Regions from separate parts of the Sus scrofa genome. Here region 1 is linked to region 2. Evidence: chromatin contacts called from public HiChIP or PLAC-seq data. All regions are on one chromosome and are shown on one strand. The core of a region is the stretch at or near the end of the contact, and the rest is flanking DNA. Distances in the headings are between cores, read along the strand shown.

Evidence for each region. HiChIP or PLAC-seq counts read pairs in DNA pulled down with a chosen protein or histone mark.
Region 1: an H3K27ac HiChIP or PLAC-seq map of alveolar macrophages shows a contact between it and region 2. The contact joins the promoter of TWF1 here to the promoter of PUS7L in region 2. A contact is called at or near these places in 1 of 5 promoter capture datasets (liver), 7 of 47 Hi-C or Micro-C datasets (alveolar macrophages, embryonic fibroblasts, fibroblasts and 3 more) and 2 of 2 datasets of contacts at active chromatin or transcription factors (alveolar macrophages and skeletal muscle).

Annotation. Positions count from the first base shown.
Region 1 is chr5:74,878,651-74,884,824 of Sscrofa11.1, forward strand. TWF1 (twinfilin-1) reads right to left here and starts at 2,570. Exons shown (of 9, transcript XM_005664155.3): 1 at 2,440-2,570; 2 at 711-788. The coding sequence starts at 2,464.
Region 2 is chr5:74,833,228-74,839,961 of Sscrofa11.1, forward strand. PUS7L (pseudouridylate synthase 7 homolog-like protein) reads right to left here and starts at 1,908. Exons shown (of 9, transcript XM_021092566.1): 1 at 1,772-1,908.

The DNA.
Region 1 (6,174 bases), core at 1,320-3,819, 46 kb after region 2:
GAATTAGTTCTAGTTTATGAAAAGGCAAGATATTTTTCCAAAGCAAAATATTTCAAGGTATTTAAGAAATTAGGTCAATGGACTATTTTAACATATTCATTTGTGATTAAGTAGTTATAATATTAATTGTTCACACTCAAATCTAGCTGAATTAAAAGATTCTCCACCCAACAAATTCCCCTGCTTACAGCTTTATTTCAAAAGGATCAAATTATAGTTCGTTACATTCTCGCAACTTTTCCCAAATAAGAAAGGGTAGAATTATTTCAGCAGCATACACTGCAATCAAGTCAAGAAAATGGGAGAGTTTGATATCTTTCTACTCCATAATGTTAATTTACATTAATAACAATTCACAAGAAACTATTTTGGAGGGATAATCACCTGTTACTGATTTCCATTCCACAGATGCAAGCACTGACATGAGACAGAGATTATGGTACAGAAACTGAGACACAAAAAGTAAAACAGGAAGATGTCACACCAAAAAACATCTTTTTGTTTCCCTGATCATCAACCACAGAATTCAGAAGGTAAGCATGGGCCTGAGGGACATGCCAAAATGTAGAGGATTCAAGTTTAACTAAAGGCAAGTTCTGAACTTGTTTCACATTTATTAACAGTCCTAATCACTGACAATGTTTTAGAAGTTTGAAAAGATAACACCCAATATTCCAAGGACAAACAATATTTAAAAATGTTTAACTAACCATTTTCAATAGATATTTTCAGAAGCCTGTATTTTCCATTTCTTGCTCTGGCAAAGATATCTTTAACATCTTCACTTGCTGGGGAAAAAGATAAAGACAAGTAAACCTATTTTTTATATTTATGTATTAATAGTTTGTAATGCTAGAATAAGGAAAAAATGAAATACAAAGAAAAATCTTGAATATGCAGTGTTACCTTATCAGTAATTTAAATTATACAACTTAAAAGGTGTAACACAGTAGATATTGTAGATATCTACCATGTTAGATATAGTAGATACAACTAGTATATTTAATTTATGTTTTAAAGGTATATTAATTTTAATCTTCTTTGGCTAGATAATTCCATCACAAAAAATAATACTGAGAGTGAATGTATTAAAGTTTCTCAAACCCAATAAGGAACAAATCACAATTCTGAAAAAAACACCTTTATTGCTTGTTTGAAAAATGCTGAAAACATGCTTTCATTCTCTTCTGGTCCAATTTCAAGCATATGATAAATACACCTCCCCTTCATCAAGTTATTTTCTACATTTTCACATTAAAAACAAAAACGTCGGGGAACAAAAAAGAAAAAGCCAATAAAATTCATTCAAGCTTATGCTTATGATTCTACTTTTCTAGGCTGTACTTCTCAAAAAGCTGGAATAATCTCATTGAGCAAATACATATTTAATAACCTAGCCCTTGTGTTCCTATTAAAGCTTCAATTTTGTTCTAATTTTTTCTTGGGTTGTGTATTGACAGCAAAAACCACTATTTAATAGTGCTTGTTACAAGGCTCAAGCATGCAAGTCAGTAACTACATATTTATATATGGAAACTAACGCAGACAAATGAAACAATGCTTTTAGATTTGAGACTAAATATTTTGCTTGGGTTTGTGTTTGAAAGGGGAGGTGTGGGGCGGTGTCAAAGACCCTTAAAAACAAAATACAATTAGACGACATCTGAGGAAAGGATTCGTTGTCTTATTAACAGAAGAGCTTATGTTTATATTAGAACTCGTTCAGTGATCCTGAATAACCCTGGGACATATGCTTTGATTCTGATGAGGTGAGGCTTTCAACTGCCCGTTTTCAAATCAGTAAATAATACTGGGCAAATGTAACAGCACATTCAATTGCCTGCACGGGATAATTAAAGGCAGCCAGACGGATTAGACTTTTCAGTTCCCTGGGGAGTACCTAAGAAGGATCAACATGCCTCACACTCAGGATACATACAACGGTGCTGATGTTCTCATTTTGGAAGAAAATGCGGAAGAGTTTGGAAATATATAAGATTCCTGCATCCTTCTCATACTCGAAATCCTGTAACAACTCCTTTGGACCGGGAAAAAGAAAATTCGCCCGCCTCCAGCCAGCAAAAGGAGTTGCAATCGCCTCCACTGTTCCAAATCTTCCCAGCGGGATAAGAAGGAGGAAAGCTGGGCTAACGCCGGCGGCGGCGGACGGCACGCCCCCTTCACCCCGGCCGCCTCCAAAACCCAACTCCTCCGCTCGGGAGAATTTCGGGTCCGCAGGCAACGTGGCGGCGGCCGGGCCCGGGCTGGGAGGGCGGCAGGCCGGGAGCGCCCGGTCCGAGAGCGCGGAGGCCCGGATCGCCCCCGAGACGGACTCCCTGTGCTCCCCGCCCGACTCTAGCTCTGCCCGTCCTGTTGCCTGCCCGGGTCGCCCGGGGCCTCCCGGGAGCCCCTTCCCGCGGGCAATGCCGGCGCAGTTACCTTGGATGCCCGTCTGGTGGGACATGGCGGCGGCCGCGGGCTCCCGGCTCCGGCGCTGAGTTGCAGCGAGCGGCCCCGGCCGGTGGCTCCAGGAAGTGGCGGCTCCTTCGCCGGCCCCGCCTCGTCATCGGTCTGCGACCCGCCATCGCCCCGCCCCTCCCTGCGAGCCCTGCGAGCCCCGCGGCGTCCTCGCGCGCCCCCGCCGCCGCCGCTACTGCCTGCTTACTGCCACCCTCGCCCACTCCGCGCAGCCGGACTGTGGGTCCACGCCCCCGGGCCTCGATTCCTGCTCTCTGCCGGGGGATCACTCTCCTCCGTATTTGTCGCTGCTTTTCCTGCTTCAGCACGGTGACACAAAATATGATGGCTTTGGCCTCTGGGGTCTGCCTTCTAGCGACCCTGCCCTCTAGCGACCCGGCCAGCGCCGCCACTCACTGGTTCAAAGGGTGCTCAAAAAAGGAAATGAATATTTTACTGAACGCATTTCCAGCTTTAAAAGGATGTGCACATATCCTTCTTTGTTTACTCCTTCTGCGGTCTATACAATTTAACTTGAAAAGTCACTCCCTGACCCATTTTTTAAAATGATAACAGGCAGTGTCCCAACAAAGTCCCCTACGCTTTTAAATTAAGCTAATCTCAGTTAACTGCTTTTTTTAGTTGGGCACGTTTAAAGACCAGGTTTTCCTTTCTCTTCATTCTAAAAAGAGTCACTGAGAGTGAGAACATTAAGTGACTTGACTTTTCTGTGGTCAATTCTATCGTTCTAAACTGGAGCACTGTTCTGCTTTAGATTGGCCATTTACTTCTTTAATCAGGTAATTATTCAAGATTCATTAGGGTAATTTCTAAGTTCCCACAGGTGATATTATGAAAAATTATTTTTTATTTTCTGTTTTTCTGAACGTGGATTTCCCTTTCTAAGTGTAATTTTAGAAGTTACTTTTCTACTACTTTTCTAGTACTCCTAGATTATCGTTTCCTAGGTAGAAAACTCAATCTTTTTTTTTAGGACTTTGACCTGACAAGTATATGAAAGTACAGTCTCATTATCAATAAATACTTTGTACAGGCTGATATATGAATGCAAGTGAACGAAATCACTTTAAATGCAGCGTGTGTTTAATTAACTAGCAGGTGGGTAACTTTTTCTTTACGATTGTCATGGCAAACAAGTTTGCTGTGCTCTGTTCCTTATTATTTAAGCTTTGTTTCTTAAATGCAGCCTCATTCTGGAGTAAGCACAATTGAATTTTATAACTTATTTGGATTTAAGAAATGTACGGAGGAGTTTTGGTCTAACCAAATTCTTCCTGACTCAACAGTTCACCCTGATTTACCAGTTTTGATAGCAGTGTTGAGCACCTGCAATTTTTTTGCTGATTCATGTTCTGGTAACTAGGGAAAATTGTTTAGGGAAGTTGGCATTACTCAACAGTATTGATGAGAAAAAAATAACTCTCCATATTCATGCTTAGCGAAGACCTCTGCATGTTCAGCCTTGACGAGGAGGAAAGTCCAGGTATCTCAACCATTTTTAAGTGTTCAGTTCAGTAGTGTTTTTATATACATTCACCTTGTGCAGGGAATCTCCAAGACTTTTCATCTTGCAAAATTGAAACTTTATATTAACATTAAACAACTTTCTATTCCAACCCAACCTCCAGGCCCTAGCAAACAATATTCTGTATCTGTCTTTATAATTTAAATACTCTTAGTACCTCATATAAATGGAATCATACAGTATTTGTCTTTTTATGACTGGCTTATTTCACTTAGCCTAATGTCTTCAAGTTTCCTCCATGTTGTAGCATGTGAATTTCTTTCCTTTTAAAGACTAAATAATATTCCAGTGTATGTCTATGCCATATTTTGCTTATCCATTCACCCATCAATGGGCACGCAGGTTGCTTCCACTTTTTTGGCTATTATGAATAATACTGCTATGAACATGGATATATCTGTGTCCCTGCTTTCAATTCTTTGGGTTATGTACCCAGAAGTGGAGTTGCTAGTTTGTATGGTAAATCCCATTTTAATGTTTTTGAGGACACTCCGTACTCTTTTCCACTGTGGCTGTAGCATTTTACAGTCCCACAAACAGTGCACAAGGGTTCCAGTTTCTCCACATCCTTGTCAACAGTTATTACTTTCTATTTTTGTTTGTTTTTGTAGTAGTTATCCTAGTGGATTTGAGGTGGTTATCTCATTGTGGGTATGATGTACATTTCCCTAATGATTAGTGAGGTTGAGAATCTTTTTATGTATTTGTTGGCCATTTGTATGTCTTCTTTGGAGAAATGTCTATTCATTTTTAAAATGAGTTGTTTGTTTGGATATAGAGTTGTAGGGGTACTTTATATAGTCTGAATAATGACCAGATATGTGATTTGCAAATATTTTCTCCCATTCTATAGGTTTCCTTTTCATTTGGTTGATTGTGTCTCTTGGGGCACAGTTTTTTAATTTTGATGTAGTCCAGTATATTTTATTTTTGTTGTTACTCCTCTTACCTTTGTTAATCTTTTGATATCATCTAGCTTTTCTTCCCTAAGTTTCTGCAAATGTTTTACAAATATCATCTACACTTTCTCTATTCACTTTCTCACCTCTCACTCCTTAAGTCCATCGTTTCCAAACTGTGCTGGGAGCTCCTAGGGGACTGCAGACTTTGGAGGGAGACATAGTGGTACTTGATGTCTTTCTGACACCACACAAAATATTAGTTCAGGGTAGTTTACAGTTTCAATATCACATTGTTCTACATCCCTTTCCATAATGTCATTTGTCACTTGTTATTGGATTTAAGACCCACCCAGGGAGTTCTTGTGGCTCAATGGGTGAGGACCTGACATTGTCTCTAGAAGGATGCGGATTCAGTCTCTGGCCTGGCTCAGTGGGTTAAGAATCTGGTGTTGCTATAAGCTTAGCTGTGGTATAGGTTGCAGATGCTATTCAGAACTGATGTTGCTGTAGCTGTGGTATAGGCCTCAGCTACAGCTCCGATTTGACCCCTAGCTTGGGTGGGGCCATAAAAAAAATGATCCACTCAGGTACTGCAGGATGATCTCTTCATTTTAATATCCTTAAATAAATTGCATCTGCAAAGACTCTTTTTCCAAATAAGGTAACATTCACAGGTCCCAAAATTAGGATACAGACATATCTTTTGGGGGAGTTACCATTCAACCATCAACCTGCTACAAATATCTGAGGACTTTGATACTCTTGATCACTGCTTCTTCTTGATATATTCCTTTTTTTCTTTTTGACAGTGCACTAAAGTGATCTTCTTAACTTGGCTGGGCCATAGTGCCCAGAGTGTTACTGTCAAACATTATTCTGGATGTTGCTATGAGAGATGTCTGGGGGGATAAAATTAACATTTAAGTTGATAGACTTTTTTTTTTTTTTTCCCAGTTGTAACTGCAACTGCAGCATGCAGAAGTTTCCACTCCAGAGATTGAACCCACACCACAACAGTAACTAGAGCCACAACAGTAGCAATGCTGGATCCTTAAGCAGCTGAGCCACGAGAGGACTTAAGTTGGTAGACTTTGAGTAAAGCTCGTTGTCTTCCATGATATGGATACGCCTCATCCAATTAGTTGAAGATCTTCTTAGATCAAAGACTGATCTCACTAAAGCAAGGAATCCTGCCAGCAGACTGCCTTTGGACTTGAATTGAAACTTCCCTGATTCTCTATTCTGCAGGGTTATTCCCTCAGATTTTGG
Region 2 (6,734 bases), core at 658-3,157:
CCAGAAAACCACTATTTTTTTCACAACATCCTCTTGCATTTTCTGCATACCATTTCTATCTAATGGCAAGAACCTTGTCTGCCTTATTCACTGATCATCTCACAATTAGAACAGTGTCAAGAACATAGTAGGTGCACAAGAAATACTGATCGTTGAATAAATGAAACAGCTAGTACAAAATAACAGCTGTAAGAGTGAAGAAGAAGAAATTCTGCCTACGAAATCAGCAAAGGCATAATGCAAGAAGTGGTCAAGACTTCAAAACAGTTTAAGCCACAAAAAAGAGGAGAGACATAAGTGATACACAAACAAAATATGCCACGTGTTAGAGAACACTGAACAGGTTGGATACAGAGCAGGTGGAGAAAAGGTTTTCCAGTACGGTTTTGGAAAATACAGCTGGATTAGTGCCAAACTAGGTAAGACACTGAACGCCTTATCAAGGACTTGGAATCCACCGAGTGGTCAAAGGAGGGCCATTAGAGGTGCTTGAATAGAAAAATGCCACAATCCAAAAGGATGTTTTAGTAAGGTGACTGAGCAAGATAGATCTGATGAAGAGTTAGAGGAGCTGGAAAGCAATGTGATATGACCAAGAGCTCCCTGCAGAATTGGCCTTGGGAAGAATAATGATCTACTCTATACCCAGTAAAAGGAAGATATAAATAAGGACGTTCTCAGTTGGTAGAACGACTAGAGGGAACGATGAGGGAATGACAACCAAGAGTGGAACTGTGCTGGAGGGCAGCCAAAGAACCCACATGGAGTTAGGCACAGACGTTCAGGGTGGAGAGGGAAAGCATAGTTTGGCTGATCCAAGGCTGGGCAATTGTTGGCCCAGGGCAGATTCTGGGAGGATGTTTGAAAAGACTGTAGCGCCTCCAGTTTCTTCCACCGCCAACGCTCCGCCTCTCCCCACTTCCTATTTCGGTCACCAACCCACAGGACTAAAATCTCCTGGTGCGTAGCCTTCAGGCTCGTTCACAGGCACCCAAGATGCACCCTGCAGCTCCACTAGCTGCTTCTCCTCCCCGTACCCCGCCTATCCCAAGGCGCGATACTAGCTCCCGTCGCCCTCCTCTTGGGGACAGAGGGTCAGGGACCCAAGGCCAATCTTATCTCTCCACACACAAGTCCCACGTGGCGCAAGAAGCTCGACCCGGTCTACCTCACATCCAGGAGGAGGCATTCTTCGGCACAGCGCTGTGCGCATGCCCGGAAGCTTTAAACTATTTCGCCTCCGACAAGGGCGTATTTAAAGGAGCAGGCTCCACTTAAAGAAGCGCCTCGCAAGAGACCTGCTGTGGAGCCGCCTGGAAGCACAAAAAGGAAGGAAGGGAGCGGAATGGGGCGGTCCTGGGCGGGGCCTGACGTGTTGGGCCCGCCCCGGCCCATCCTAGAGCCGGGGTTCCCGGACAGCTGGCTCAGCCCCGAGGCGCTCCGCCCGCCCCCGGCACCCCGCGCTTGGGCAGGTAAGGCGTTCCCGCCGAGCGCGCCACCTCCTCCGCGGGATGTCCAAGGTGCGCGCCCTGGCCTCTGTTCCTCTGCCCCAAGGTTGTCAGGGACCCGTTTCAGAAGGAAAAAAAAAAAAAAATCACCATTCTTATCTTCAGCCCAAGTGAGAAAAGTTAGAGGAGGAAGTAGGTTGCGTGCGCAGCACTTTTTCCGGGATAAAGACTTGGTGGGTCCCAGGGGATCAGAAAGCTAGCGGTACCTGAGGAGGAGCGTGGGGCGTGGAGAGGCGACCCTCGGTGCTTCCTTTGGAGCTCACCTCAAGTCTCAGTTCTCGGGCCGTGTGTTCCGAGAACCCGATTACGGAATGAAAACTCTTTTCCGGAGAACCAGGAAGTAAGACCAGCGCTCAGCGGAGATGCAGTCCGAACCCCAACAAGATTCTAACTAGCTTGTTTCTCAGGCTTCCAGGAAATTAGAAAGTTGCAGCGAGGTTGTAAGTACCTTATCAGATGGGAAAAGTGTACCGACAGCCTGGAAACGAGAGACGGAACGAAGGGATGAAAGCAGACCTCGAAAAAGCATGTTAGCCGTTTAGAATGGGACCAAATGGTTTTCTTGGTGCTTAAAAAGCGTATCTGCCCAGGGAGCCCCAAGAGCAGAGAGTATTCAATTTGCCTTTTCCCTTTCTGGGAGTAATCCTTGAAGAGATCCGTCAGAAAGTTCAGATTTCTTGTCTTTTCTTGTTTGCATGCTCAACAATCATTTGAAGTTTGCTTTTTAACTGTCCAAACAGCGCCCCTGAACTTCCAGGCTAAACTTGACCCTTCCACAGTGTTCTCCAGCTCAGTAAAAGTCAGGAAGTTCGTTCAGGGCAGAAACCTTGGTGCTCTTTCTAAGTTTCACATAAGGACTGAGGATTCCTTGTGCTCTACCTTAGGAAATAGCCAGCATTCTAAGACTTCTACCGTCTTTGTTACCACTGGGATCCAAGCCGCCAGCATCTCCCACCTGGCTGTATTCTACTACTTGGTCTCTTCCTGCTTCTCTGCCTTTAATATCCTTTATTCTCTTCAGCAACCCCTATTGTCTTTTTAAGACATGAGCATAGAGCATGTTTCTCCTATTCTCAAAACCTACACTGTCTTCTCATCTCACTGAGAAGGTAAAGTCAATACAAAGGCTATAGGGCCCTAGCAGATCTGGCCCCATTACCTCTCTCATCTGTTCTACTTTTCTGCTCCCTCTTCTCTGGTCTGTCTCCTTGCTGTTTCCTAGTGGACCCATTCCAGACCTTTTGCATTTAACTGTTCCTTTTGCCTGGAAACCTTTCCCACAGATATACCAGTGGCTAGCTTTCTCATTCCTTCAAACCTTTCATCAAAGGGCTCCTTCTTGGAGCCAACTCTGACTGCTCTACTTAAAATTAAAACCACTTCTCAGTTTTTTTTTTTTTTTCCATTCCATTTGGCACCATCTAATGTACTACAGAACAAATGCTTATTGCCTGTCTTCCTCTATTAGAATATAAGCTCCCTGAATTTCATTAATTTTTTTCTCATTTTCCTAACGCTTTATCTCTAATGCAAAGTAGATTCAGTACATATTTGTTAAATGAATATTTTGGTTTTTAAAAAAATATCCAAAATGTTTTAAATTATTTAACCTTTGAGTTAAATCAGTGTTTGAGAATAGTATGTTAAGTTTTATATATGGAATACCTGTACATATCCCCATTTGAGAGGGCAGCCTATATAATTTATTAGATCTAGAAAATATCACCAGCTTTTGTTCATAATGACGATGTTGTGTTGTCCAAAAATATAGATAAATGATTATCTAGAATATTTTGTTTAAGAAAGCATGGGAGCAAATGATGTATTTTAGGAAGGTTATAAACATATTAAAGATACTGTGCTTAATAACATAAGACTCTCACCATGAAAAGCTTAGTGATGTACTCAGATCTCTTAGTTCCACTCTTTCAGTTGCCCTTCCCCACTATTGTAAAAACTGGGCTTAAATACACCTCTGCACATTTCTTTTTTTTTTTTTAATGTGGCATAAGAATAACTTCTGCCATAAATAATCATCACTATATATTTTCTTTGATAACTTATTATCAATAGGATATCAAATGCTAGGCATTTGTTGATTTTAAATCTTAGCGTAACTCTTAGGTATGACCTCTCTGTTTCTCAGATGAAGAAACCAAGGTCCAGAGAAAGTGAGTTATTGACCCAGGTCACAGTTGGCCCAGGTCACAATAGGACCTTGACCCAGGCAACCTCAAAGTCCATCTTCTCTCCACTCTTCTACACTCTCTTCTTCTGATCAGAGTGCTAATGAAGCACAGTCTTAGAATTTTATTAACTTGTTTGACAAGAATGTTTTAAATTCATACTTTGAGCCCAGTACTTCGTTTGAAAATATACATATGGGTGAGAGGGCATTGAGTTCCACCCGCAGGCACTGGTTTTAGTATTATTTCTCAGTTATCACCTTACATCATATTCTTGGCTGAGTTGTCTTCTATGAAAATGTCAATCGTTTTTCTTTAACATGAGAATTAATGAATGATATGAGAAAACAGTCATGATATATTTTTGTATTTATTTGTCAGTCATATATCCAGCTCCAGTTCTATTACTCCTAAGTGCACTCAAGTAAAATCTTGAACACTTTGAAAGAGGTGGCACTTCTTAATTTTTTCTGCACAAATATTTTATTTTCAGTATAGAAAATGCAGAAAAGCAATTGAAAACAAAACAACCATATAAATCACCATCAAGAGAGAACCACGGTTAGTATGTTGGTGTATGTTCTTCCAAATGTGTGTTGGTGGTGATAGATGAATGTATGTTTAAAGTAACATTTTACATTCTGAGATTTACAACTTCCAGGCTTGTACCTTCCTTTTTTGGCATTCCTATACTATCACCTCTGCTAGAAATCTGGGTGGAATTTGTCCATTAGTCTTTAGATAAACAGAGTTTATCCTCAGTATCCTCTGAGTATTTTAGCTCGAGCATTCAGAATTACTAAGCAATTCTAGATTTACTAAATTTGTCAATCACATTGTACTTCCTACAGTGGAGAGAAATATGAATACATAAGAAAAATTACTATGAATGTAGCAACTGCAAAAATAATAAGCAGATATGAATTTTTTTTTTTGTCTTTTTTTAAGTCTGCACCCGCAGCATATGGAAGTTCCCAGGCTAGGAGTCAAATCAGAGCTGCAGCTGCCTGCCTATGCCACAGCCACAGCAATTCAGGATTCGAGCTGTGTCTGCAACCTAGACCACAGTTCATGGCAACGCAGCATCCTTAACCCACTGAGCGAGGCCAGGGATCAAACCCATGTCCTGATGGATACTAGTCAGGCTCATTACCACTAAGCCACAAGGGAACTCCCAGGCAGATATAAATTCTTAATTTAAAAAAATAAAATCATCCTTTCTCCCATTCAACATAAATATTCTGAGTAGCTGCTGAAGTTGAATTTGGTTGAATCCCTGCCCAGAAGAGCACGTCATCTAGGAGAGAAGGCAGACACATTAAATAATAAAATGCAATTGTTATAATAGAAGAAGGACAATTTGAAGCAAAAGAGATGAATATCAGGGAAAGCTGTAGTGCCTTTTGTGTTAAACTTCAAAGAATAGCAAGTAGTCATTTACCAGGGGTGCTCGGGCAATTTTTAACCTAGTCCTAGATGACCTCCTCTGTATGGGAATTATTCCTCTCCCTTCAAATTTGTCTATATCTAAACCTCTGCTTCCCCCTTTCTACACTGAGAACAGACTTTCTTTTATTCAAGTTTGACCCTTTTACCGATGCTCTATTCACTCTCCCTTTTGTATCTTCAACCAAGCTTAAGTCTTAAACCTTAAACTGGCAGTTCTCAGGAGGTGGTTGGGATCCCTGAGTTTCTTTCAAGGGATTCATAAGGTCACAATCACATAGGGGTAAAGATTCATGCTGAGGGCAGTGGATTTTAATGTGACAAAGTTCACTGATACAGTTTCAGATTCCACATTGCAGTGAACTTTCAGGGAATTATCACTTATCAAGTTTTAGTATGGAATCAAAGAAGAATATGTCCTACTTTGTAAAATGACTCTTAATATACTCCTTGCTTTCCAACTGTATAGCTATGTGCACCTGGATTGTCTTCATATATGTCATCCAAAGTAATATACTGCAGCAGATTGAACACAGAAACAGATACTAGAATCAGACTGTCTTCTATTAAGTTGGAAATTAAAGAGATTTGCAAAACTGTAAAATAATGTCACTCATTTTTTAGGGGGAAATACCGTTATCTTATTAAATATTATGTATGCTAACATATAGTACATTATTTTAAATTAGTAAATAATTTTTAAATTCCTCAGTGTCAGTTTCTAATGTGGTAAATATTGGTAATACAATCAATATAAACAAAAGCTCTTTGGAGTCCATAGTAATTTTTAAAGAGTGTAAGGAGTATTGAGACCTAGTCTGAAAGTTGCTACCTTCCTTCTTCCTTCCCTTCCTTCCTTCCTTCCTCCCTTCTAGGTCAGGCTTCTTGGAAAGTGCATTTATGCCACTAAAATTGTTCTTAATTCCCCAATGGCCTTCTGGTTTCCAGATTTAACACACTCGTCAGTATTTATTTGACCTCTCCTTGTCTTTTATACCAACCTGTTGCCCATTCTAGAAATCTCTGATATGCCACTGTCCTAGTTCTCTTCTTAACCTCCATAATTTGTCAGTACTTTTTTAAAAGTTTCTTTTTTTCTTTTCATTGCTACATGTTCTGTATATTCCTAATAGGTAGACTCTTATTTACCTGTTGCTCCAACCAACTATTCAAAAATGAATATATGAGAATGAACCTAATGAAGATTCTTTACCTAAACCTCTCTCCTAAGCTCCAGACCAAATATCTACTACTTAGTACCAACTCCTTTAGATGGTGCCAGAGGTAATTTTTCACATTTAACATGACCAGAACTGAACACATTCTTTCCTCTCTCATCTATGTAATTACCCAAGGGAGAAAAAGCTAGGAATCAGCTTCTTTGTTTTCTTCAGGCTCCTTTGCTTCTAACATTCTGAAATTATTTTCATTTGGCCTCCTAAATCTTTGAAGCATTTTCTTCTCCATTGCCTGATGGTAGACTCTCTTCAGGCTTTCATTTCTATATTATTGTAAAGTTTTTCAACTGATCTCTTTGCCTCAATATACAATCCTTCAATTTTTCTTATCCAGAGGAATACATTTAACAAAGTAA